Linked DNA regions of Mus musculus: region 2 is linked to region 1. The links are chromatin contacts, called in public promoter capture Hi-C maps. All regions are on one chromosome and are shown on one strand. The core of a region is the stretch at or near the end of the contact, and the rest is flanking DNA. Distances in the headings are between cores, read along the strand shown. Region 1 holds the start of Nphs1os (nephrosis 1 homolog, nephrin, opposite strand). Region 2 holds the start of Haus5 (HAUS augmin-like complex, subunit 5).

What was found. Capture Hi-C pulls out chosen DNA fragments and counts their contacts.
Region 2: a promoter capture Hi-C map of liver shows a contact between it and region 1. The contact joins the promoter of Haus5 here to the promoter of Nphs1os in region 1. A contact is called at or near these places in 7 of 39 promoter capture datasets (the C10 cell line, cranial neural crest, embryonic stem cells and 4 more) and 3 of 9 other capture datasets (adipose tissue, liver and pancreatic islet).

The regions. Positions count from the first base shown.
Region 1 is chr7:30,463,727-30,468,576 of GRCm38.p6, forward strand. Nphs1os (nephrosis 1 homolog, nephrin, opposite strand) reads right to left here and starts at 1,865. Exons shown (of 3, transcript NR_004443.2): 1 at 1,723-1,865. It overlaps Nphs1 (nephrosis 1, nephrin), which reads left to right. Exons shown (of 30, transcript NM_019459.2): 11 at 52-176; 12 at 1,740-1,926; 13 at 2,026-2,155; 14 at 2,283-2,455; 15 at 3,494-3,634; 16 at 3,715-3,855; 17 at 4,177-4,298.
Region 2 is chr7:30,662,551-30,667,243 of GRCm38.p6, forward strand. It overlaps Haus5 (HAUS augmin-like complex, subunit 5), which reads right to left and starts at 2,444. Exons shown (of 19, transcript NM_027999.1): 1 at 2,281-2,444; 2 at 673-735; 3 at 545-577; 4 at 386-410. The coding sequence starts at 2,378.

The DNA.
Region 1 (4,850 bases), core at 615-3,114:
GAAAACGTCTCTCTTCAGATGTAAATGTGTCTCTTCACCATCTCTCAATAGACCCGGCCCAGAAGCTGTGGATTGAGGGACCCCCAGAGGGGCAGAGCATCCGGACTGGAACTCGGGTGAGGCTGGTATGCTTGGCCATTGGAGGCAACCCAGAGCCCTCCCTCACCTGGCTTAAGGTAGGGGCCAAGCAAGAAAGGAAAGGCATGAGACCTTCCTCTCTCGCCCTTCCTGTCTTTTTTCTTTTCCCTTTTTTCTTCCTGTTTATCTGCTTGTGTGTGTGTGTGTGTGTGTGTGTGTGTGTGTGTGTGTGTGTGTGTGTGTGAGAGAGAGAGAGAGAGAGAGAGAGAGAGAGAGAGCTAAAACCACTCACACTCTACTGACTGAGCTGTCCTCTCATTCTCATTTGCTTTCCTAAGACACGATGTTATGTCATCTAGGCTGGCCTTGAATTCTGTTTGTTTTTGATCCAGGAAGGGTTTCAGGATGCAGTCCTGGCAGGCCTAGAACTCATTATGTAAACCAGGCTGGTCTCCAATTTAGAGAGATCACCCGACTCTGCCTGGATTAAAACCCTGCTCAGCCTTTTGATCCTCTTGTCCTCTCCACCCCCTCAGAACGTGGAAACACCCGTATCTCTTGGAAAACTCTAGAGATTATGGAAAGTCACAAATGCCATGAGAATTAATGGAACCCCCAGGAAAGTTCTGGAAAAATAATTCCAGGATTAAAAAAAAAAAGGAACTTTGGGTCAAAATAGAAAATTCTAGAGATAAAGTAACTATAATTCCATTCATAGTAAAGAAAATTCATTCACATTAAAGCTAATGTTAAGAAAAATAAAGAATGAAGGGCGGGAAGAGAAAGATATGGAGAGGGACAGAGACGGGGGACAGAGAGATGAAGGAGGCAGAAAAAGAGGCAGAGACAGAGGCAGGGATATCTAAGGGTTAATATTGGAATTAGGGAAAAGGTTCGAGAAGTTTGGAGGGAGAGTGGAAAGTTTTTGAAATTTTAAATTCTTATTTATTAATTTTAATATGCATGTATGTTTTGTCTGTGAACCACATTCATCCCTAATGCCTTGAGAAGGTCAGAAGAGTGTGTCAGGTTCCCTAGGACTAGAGCTACAGTAAGTTGTTAGCTTCCATGTGGGTGCTGGGAATTGAACCCTGATCCTCTGGAAGCACAGCCTTACCTGCGGAAGACGGGAATTTTTAAGAAACACACCTGTGGGGAGTCAGTCCTTTTGTAATCCTAGCACTTGGAAGCTGAAGGCAGGAAGGTCAGGAGTTCAAGGTTATCCTCGGTTAGGCTGCTTAGAGGACTCACTCTGTGGTCAACCCTGGCTACATGAGATCCCCTCTCAAGCAAAACAAGGCAAAAACAACAGAGGCAAAGAAAAGGGAAAGAGTATTGGGAATTCCGAGGGAGTTTCCTGTTCTGTAAATATCACAGTTCTGGGTTTGGGGGTGTGGTACCTGCAGCAAGCAAAGGGCTGGAGAGGTGGGGGTGGGGTGGGGGGCTGGAGGTAGGTGGTGTGTGTAGGTGTGGGGGTGGAGATAGGGGGCGCGGTGCACAATGGACAAAAGATCCCAAGACTACCAAGGCAGGCAGGAGAGGCTAGAACTAGGGATACCCAAATTCAGACCCTACTCCTGCTGCCGCTGTTGAGAAGGGCACCTTCATCACACAAAGGCCCTCTCTGGGCTAACGGCCACCCACCCTATTTGGATACTCAGGATTCGCGCCCGGTGAACGATCCTCGGCAGTCTCAGGAGCCCCGGCGTGTGCAGCTGGGCAGTGTGGAGAAGTCCGGCAGCACTTTCTCCCGCGAGCTGGTGCTGATCATAGGCCCGCCGGACAACCTAGCCAAGTTCTCCTGCAAGGCGGGTCAGCTCAGTGCGTCTACGCAGCTGGTGGTGCAGTGTGAGCGCACAGGCCCAGCGGGTGGCGAGTGTTGGAGAGGGGGCGGTGTAGACCCTTGTAGCTCAGGTTCCTCAGCCTTTGAATCTCTAATCCGTTAAGTCCCCCCAACAAACCTGACCATCCTGGCCAACTCGTCCGCACTGCGCCCAGGCGACGCCTTGAACTTGACCTGCGTCAGCATCAGCAGCAACCCTCCAGTTAACTTGTCTTTGGACAAGGAAGGAGAGAGGTGAGTTTATAGGAAACCCTATCCCGTCCATGTTCAGTTACCCCCGCCCCCGCCCCAGTCTGCTCCCTCGGTGCCCTAAGCTTCCGGGACCAGCTGGGTCCTCACCCATTTTCTCAAACTTGCACAGGCTGGACGACGTGGCTGCAAAACCCCAGAGCGCCCCATTCAAAGGCTCCGCTGCATCCAGGAGTGTTTTTCTTCGGGTGTCATCCCGAGACCACGGTCACCGGGTTACCTGCCGGGCCCACAGCGAGGCACTTCGTGAAACCGTGAGCTCTTTCTACCGCCTCAACGTGTTATGTAAGTGCGCAGGCCTAGCACAGCCCCTCTCGCACCATCCCCTGTAGACGGCAGCTACTGGAGTCTTCACCTTGACCTCTACCGAGTTTGTAACTTTCCTAGCCTTCATCCTGATCTCCGGCTGTCAGCAGTTCCAATCCACGCTCTCCACTCTCAGCTTGGCACTCGCTGCTATCTTTTTTTTCCTCCCCTCAAAACTGGATCTTAGCTTCTCAATTGTTAAATTTTAAAAGTTTTAAAATAGTCCTGACTGACCTGGAACTTGATATGAAGAGTAGGAAAGTCATGAGCTTGCAGCAATCCTCCTGTCTCTGAACTCTAAAGTTTACTGCCTCTGAAGTGCTGGGATTGCAAGCCTGTAAGGCCATATCTGGCTTTGCGTATTTTGTTCTGCTGTTTTTGTTTTTTCAGACAGTATCTGACTGAACAGCTCTGGCTGGCTTGGAACTTACAAATGATCCACTTGTCTCTGTCTCCCACGAGCTGGGATTAAAGGCATGCCTCACCACACCCCACTTGGATTTTTTTAAATTACATCTAATTATTGTGTGTGTTCCCTCATGTCTGGGCCATGGTGAGCAGGTGGTCAGAAAACAAAAGAAAAACATTTTGTTTGTTTTTTGTGGGGTTTAGGTTTCGGAGACAGGGTTTCTCTGTGAAGCCCTCACTGTCCAGGAACTAGCTCTGTAGACCAGGCTGTCCTCGAACTCACAAGAGATTCGCTTGCCTCTGCCTCCAAAGTACTGGGATTAAAGGCGTGCACTGTGGCCGCCGCCCAGTCTCACAGAACAATTTAAGGAAGCTGGATCTCACCCCTCCGCCTTGAGGGTTCCCGACACTGAACTCGGGTTTGGCAGTAATCTTACCAGTTGAACCATCCTACCAGGTTTTAGCTTCTATCCAGAGCCTTGTCCCAGATCTCAGTTCTAACAATTGTCCTGTCCACCACCCTAGTCCTGGCCTCGACCCTAACCTTAACCCCTGAACTTGTGCCTTAACTTTACCGACTCTTGACTTCCTGGGTCGCCCCCTCTGAAGACCCTCCAGAGTTCCTGGGAGAGCAAGTGCGGGCAGTGACCGTGGTGGAGCAGGGCCAGGCACTGCTGCCTGTGTCCGTGTCTGCTAACCCCGCCCCCGAGGCCTTCAACTGGACCTTCCGAGGCTACCGCCTCAGCCCAGGTAGGATGTGGGCCTGGAGGAGGGTTCAGATTCAGGAGGCTGGGCGGGACTTCCAGGCTCCTGACCCACTCCTTCCGCAGCTGGGGGTCCCCGGCACCGCATCCTGTCTGGAGGGGCACTGCAGCTGTGGAATGTAACCCGAGCTGACGATGGCTTTTATCAGCTACACTGCCAGAACTCGGAGGGCACCGCCGAGGCGCTGTTGAAGCTGGACGTGCATTGTGAGCCCCCTCAGAAACCCGGAAAACTAGGGTTTCCCAAGAGTTGCTCCTTACTGTGGACGACACGCCCATTCAAGTTCTCTTGACCCCACCCCAGCACAGTTCTGGTATACCCCCGCCCCCCAGCGCACATACCAGACTCTAATAATCACAGAGGCACAACGATGAAGACAGGCTTATTATCTTGAGAATTCTCTTCCATAAAGGGCAAGCTGTACCCACCTCCATACTATTCTGGACACCTGAAAGACACTCCTCCTCCCTGAGATCTGTCCCCCCTCACCCGCTAAGTTTCTTCATCAAGCACCTATCTCCCAATAGATGCTCCCACCATCCGTGCCCTGAAGGACCCTACTGAGGTGAATGTTGGGGGTTCTGTGGATATAGTCTGCACCGTCGATGCCAATCCCATCCTCCCAGAGATGTTCAGCTGGGAGAGACTGGTAAGCACCTAGCCTTTGGTGGACGGAGGTTGAGCTAGGAAGATGCAGTCTCCGGGTTGCTAGCGCCTTGGAAGTGGATGTTGCACTGTGTGAAGCCATGTGTGACTGTACAGGTCAGGGTATCTTCTGGGAACTGATTTTGTTGAATGGCAGGTGAATGTGTGAATGAGTGAATAGTGTGTGTGTGTGTGTGTGTGTGTGTGTGTGTGTGTGTGTGTGTGTGTGTAAATGGGTGCATGAAGGAATGAAAAGTTGGAGGATGAGTAAAAAAATAAGTGAAAAAACAGAAAATAGGATGGGCGACTCCATGCTTGATTAAAGGGTGGACAAATAGGATGAGAAGACCGGCAGGTGAGTGGAAGGAAGTCTGTGGTAGATATTCCTACATACATACATACATGTATCATACACATGATGTATATGATATATATCATATATAACTTTCATCATACATACATACATATATGTATATGCATTATAAATGTATGTGTGTATAAGCAGTATACATATTTATGAATGTGGACATGGAGGAGTGAAAAACAGCATGAATGA
Region 2 (4,693 bases), core at 1,194-3,693, 200 kb after region 1:
CCTCTTCCTTGAATTCCTTAGCAGCTCTGACAAACTCATCCTTCTCCTTTTAGCAGTTTTGTTTACTGTGTCTACTTTTGACCATGTCTCACTATGTAGCCCAGGCTGGCCTTACACTCATGTTGACCCTTCTGCTTCATCCTGAGTGCTGAGACTATAGGACTCAAGACCTTCCTCTCTCCAACACCAATGCCCCATGTCCATACACCACTGCTCCCCATCTCGTGCCTGGCTCACCCTGGATCGCAATCCCTGGGAGCGCAAAGATCTGGGTTGTTTTGTAACATGGTGTTCCTGACAGACCCATCACCTCCAGGGCCTAGAGCAGAATATTTGCAAGCTGACTATTGGTTGAGGGAGAATATTAACCACACAGGCTTCTTACCTTTGGATTGTCCTGATAGGCATGCCTAGAGAAAAGAGAATAGAGTTAGGAGATGGCTGGGGCTTCCAGGGGAGAAGGCAGGAAGTAGAGGCCTTGGTTATGGACAAGGCTAGACAAAACTGGTGAAGATAGGAATCAATGAATTTAAGAAGCAGTTACCAGAGGAGGTTTCCCTGGATCTTCTTGATATTCCTGCATTGGAGAGATGAAGGGAGAGGAGTTGCTGTGGGCCTTCCCTGTGCCTTTCCCACTCTCTGACCCCCTCCCCTGCACTAGGTTTGGCTTACCTCTGACTACGCACATGCTGCACAATGTAGGCCCAGATGTCAGCGCCCTGACTCAGACACAGCCTGAAGGGATACAGCATAGAGTATGACTGGAGCATTGCCCAGGAGGAGAGGAGGACCCTCCACTGTCTCCACAGTTATGGTGGTGGAAAGTTCCAAGATTTCTCACTTCGGTGGGTGGGCCTGGGGGTTGTCACTGAGAGGGTGGCCTTCTCCCTAAGTCTGAGGGTATTCTTATTCCATGACAGGTTCTATTTCTTCTAGGAGAGGTTTAGTTGTAGTCACTTTCAGAGGTGGGTGTAAGAGGTTTCCACCCCAGGAAATGGTCTTTCATAACAGGGTCATATGCTACTGGTTTCTGCAGATTTGATCCCCAATAGAACAGCCACTGCCAACTGCCTAGTGTCACCTTTGATTAGGGTAAGAGTGGGTAGGTGAGGTGCTGTAGGAACCCCCTTATTCTGCAGATCTGTCTCATTCTCGATGAGGGATAAAGAAATAATAGTTTTGTTTTGTTTTTTTGGTTTTTTGAGACAGGGTTTCTCTGTATAGCCCTGGCTGTCCTGGAACTCACTTTGTAGACCAGGCTGGCCTCGAACTCAGAAATCCGCCTGCCTCTGCCTCCCGAGTGCTGGGAAGAAATATAGTTTTTAGCTTAATATTTTGTTTTGTTTTGTTTTTGTCTTTTCAAGACAGGGTTTCTCTGTGTAGCCGAACTCAGAAATTCACCTGCCTCTGCCTATCAAGTGCTAGGATTAAAGGGGTGCGTCACCACGCCCGGCTTAGTTTTTAGCTTAATTAATGTATACCAAAGTTATTTGCAGAGCTTGCTTCCCCTATCTCTGTCTCCTGCTGCAAGCTGTCTGCAGCAGCCACTCTCTATCTTCAGCTGTCTCCTGCTGCTTAAAGAATCTTCCCTTTCTCCAGGCAGTGGTGGCGCATGTCTTTAATCCCAGCACTTGGGAGGCAGAAGCAGGTGGATTTCTGAGTTCTAGGCCAGCCTGATCTACAGAGTGAGTTCCAGGACAGCCAGGGATACACAGAGAAACCCTGTCTTGAGAAACTCAAAAAAAAAAAAAAAAAAAAAAAAAAAAAAGAAAGAAAGAAAGATTCTTCTCTTTCCCTGCCAGTGTAAACAAATTCAAGACCACCCGGCCCCTTCCCTATCTGCAGGGACAGACTAGTGGTCATAAAGACCACAGCTGCCAGAAATGACCATCCTTGAGAAAACCTCCCTAGCCCTCCTCAGCCTGAATTCTGAGGAAAACTACAAGCTGCTTTGACCTTGCTGATTGCTGACAAAGTTTTCTGCCAAATTAAAATTATACTGTTGCTTTATTAGCCAATAATAAAATAGCTGTGTGAGCCCTTTCACAAAAAGTATAAATTAGCTGTATTTAGACAATCGGGGTTGACTCTCCCTGCGAGGCTGAGCAACCTCATGTGCGTCGGATTAAAAACCTCTTGTTATTACAGCGTCTATGATCAAGCTGTGTTTCTGGGGGTCGCGTTCTCTACACCTGGGCCCCGGGGGTCTAACAGGGCGGTGATCTTACTCCTCGAGGCTAATTCCAGGATGGGGAGACCTTACTCCAGAAGCAGCCTCACCTACGCAGCGTCGACTCCCGGGGGCGAGCTGCTAGGGGCACCTCCATCTCTTCAGCAGCCCAGCGACTCAGTTCCCGCTCTTTCTGCGTTAGTTCCATGGCTGTCACAGAGCTCAGCTGCAGTCGCAGCTTCCCGCACTCTCTTTAAGTATGGCGCCCATCTATGACGTCAGGAGCGCGACGCTGAGATGTCACCGGTTGCCAAGCAGACAGCAGGTCCCGGCTGACGGGTCTCTCTGTACCGGGCCGCTACCCGTAGCGGCTCTTGGCGCTCTAGTGTATGTAGGTTAGTAAATGAAAATGAAAAGGATGGGGTGAAATTCAGACACCCGCTTATCCACCTTTGTTCTTTCACTCACTGTAAGAGGCAGAAGGTTCTAAAAGCTTCACTCTACCTGGGGAAAAAAAGGGGGCGGCGGGTGGGAACGTGCAAGAAATTTCCTTTTCCCAAACTCGGGCTTTTAGACAAAACCCATCATTCTCTCAGGGACTTAAGAAAATCGTTTTTACTTGCTAAAAGTGGTCATTCTCCTCGTCTTTGGCAGAAGGGACATAGAACTCTTCCATTAATCTATGCCTTTGGTGGCGTCTATTGGCATATCGAGGTCTATGCTAGCTTCTAGGTTCCTTCAGGCCCTTCTCACAACAACCTCTTACAGAGTCATCCTGCCTGCCTGGCATACCCCGCCCCTACACCGAATCTCTCTAGCCCCCGAGCTTTGCCCACTTCAGATTCTCATAACTCAGCCATTTTGGCCACTCCCCTCTTTATTCCCAAGCACCCTCGGGGTCCTCTTGGAACCCTCTCTCCAAGTCTTCTCTTCTTAGCTCGCCCCCGCCCCACTCCCCACCTCTCCTCTCGTGGCCCCATCTATTTTGCTGGTTATATTCAGTCTGAACTCTTCCAGATGCCTCTGGCTGTACTCTTCTTCATGTCTACAGTAAAATCCTTCTCACCCATACTTAGGAGCATTCTTGTCCTGTTGTGGGTTGCCCTGGCGCCATTTGTATTTTGATGTTTATTCTGCTTCATCAAGAGGAGCTGTCCTCTACAATGAGCAGAGCGCATACTCAGGTGATCTCACTGGGCCTTCTTCCCAGTCTCAGAGAGGGAGGAGAGAGACATGGCCTGGAGAAGCCGCAAGTAGCAAGAAGTCTCATAGTTGGCAACTAGATTAGTACAGTGATAGATCTGCCCAATCTAGGCATATAGCTTATAACTATAACTGAGTTGTGTGTTTTTTATACGGGCTTATTGGGGTGAGAAATTACCGCAACATTGTCCTGATTTTCATTCAATGAGAAACAAATGAGAGACAATGGACTTAATGCTCATTTTATTAATTTTTAATTTAGCTAACTTTTCTATATATTTTAAGATATGTTAGATCTTATTTTGTGAGTATATGTTTTTTTGCCTGCATGCAGTACGGTAATTCCCCAAATTAATCTGCAAGCTCCACCTGCTCAGGAACCAGATAACTTCCTGGAATGCAGGAATTTAATTTTTAAAAAAGATTTATTTATTATTATATGTAAGTACACTGTAGCTGTCTTCAGACACACCAGAAGAGGGCATCGGATCCAATTACAGATGGTTGTGAGCCACCATGTGGTTGCTGGGAATTGAAGTCAGGACCTTTCAGAAGAGCAGTCAGTGCTCTTAACCACTGAGCCATCTCTCTAGCCCCCGTCTTATCTTAAAAATCCAGGTTTATAGAATTTTACTAAGATAAAAACTGCACCTCCATGCACGTATGTACAGCAATGTACCTTTCAGACAGCCACACTCGTAACATAAAAACCCACTTGCAATTAATTTTAGAAAGATTAAATGGTTTACACTATTAGAACTTGATTTTGCCTTCTGAAAATTATGATTATGCTCTATGTCTTTGCTCTTTAAAAAATACTTAATTTTGATATTGCAAAGACACAATTGAGAGATTTCAAACTTCCTTTAAAAAGTTTTAGAGGCTTACAACATTAAAAAAGGTTAAACATTACTGGCTTAGAGATGTCTCTCCTTGCCTAAGGTCTATTTAGGCTGACAGATGATTTAAGAATATATGTCTATCTTTGCTTTTGCTAGCATTATGAAACTAGTTTTTTAATAAACTGAGTCATATGGGAAACTGTTATGTTCTACAATGACACACCATATATAGGTCAGAAACGTTCCCAGTCTCTTTATGGATTAAAAAGCTTTGTTTTGACACTAAGAGAAGTCCAGTTTAAAATCCTTATTTTAAATCTAAACGTAAAAGAAAAAAATCTAAACATAACAGCTATAATATGTGAAGTTCTAATCTTATGAAGCTTACTAAATTACTGTAAACTATTGAGGATAATTAAAAAATGCAAGTTAATATAATCAAATTCTTCAATATCTTCAGAAGTATATTTATAGTCAT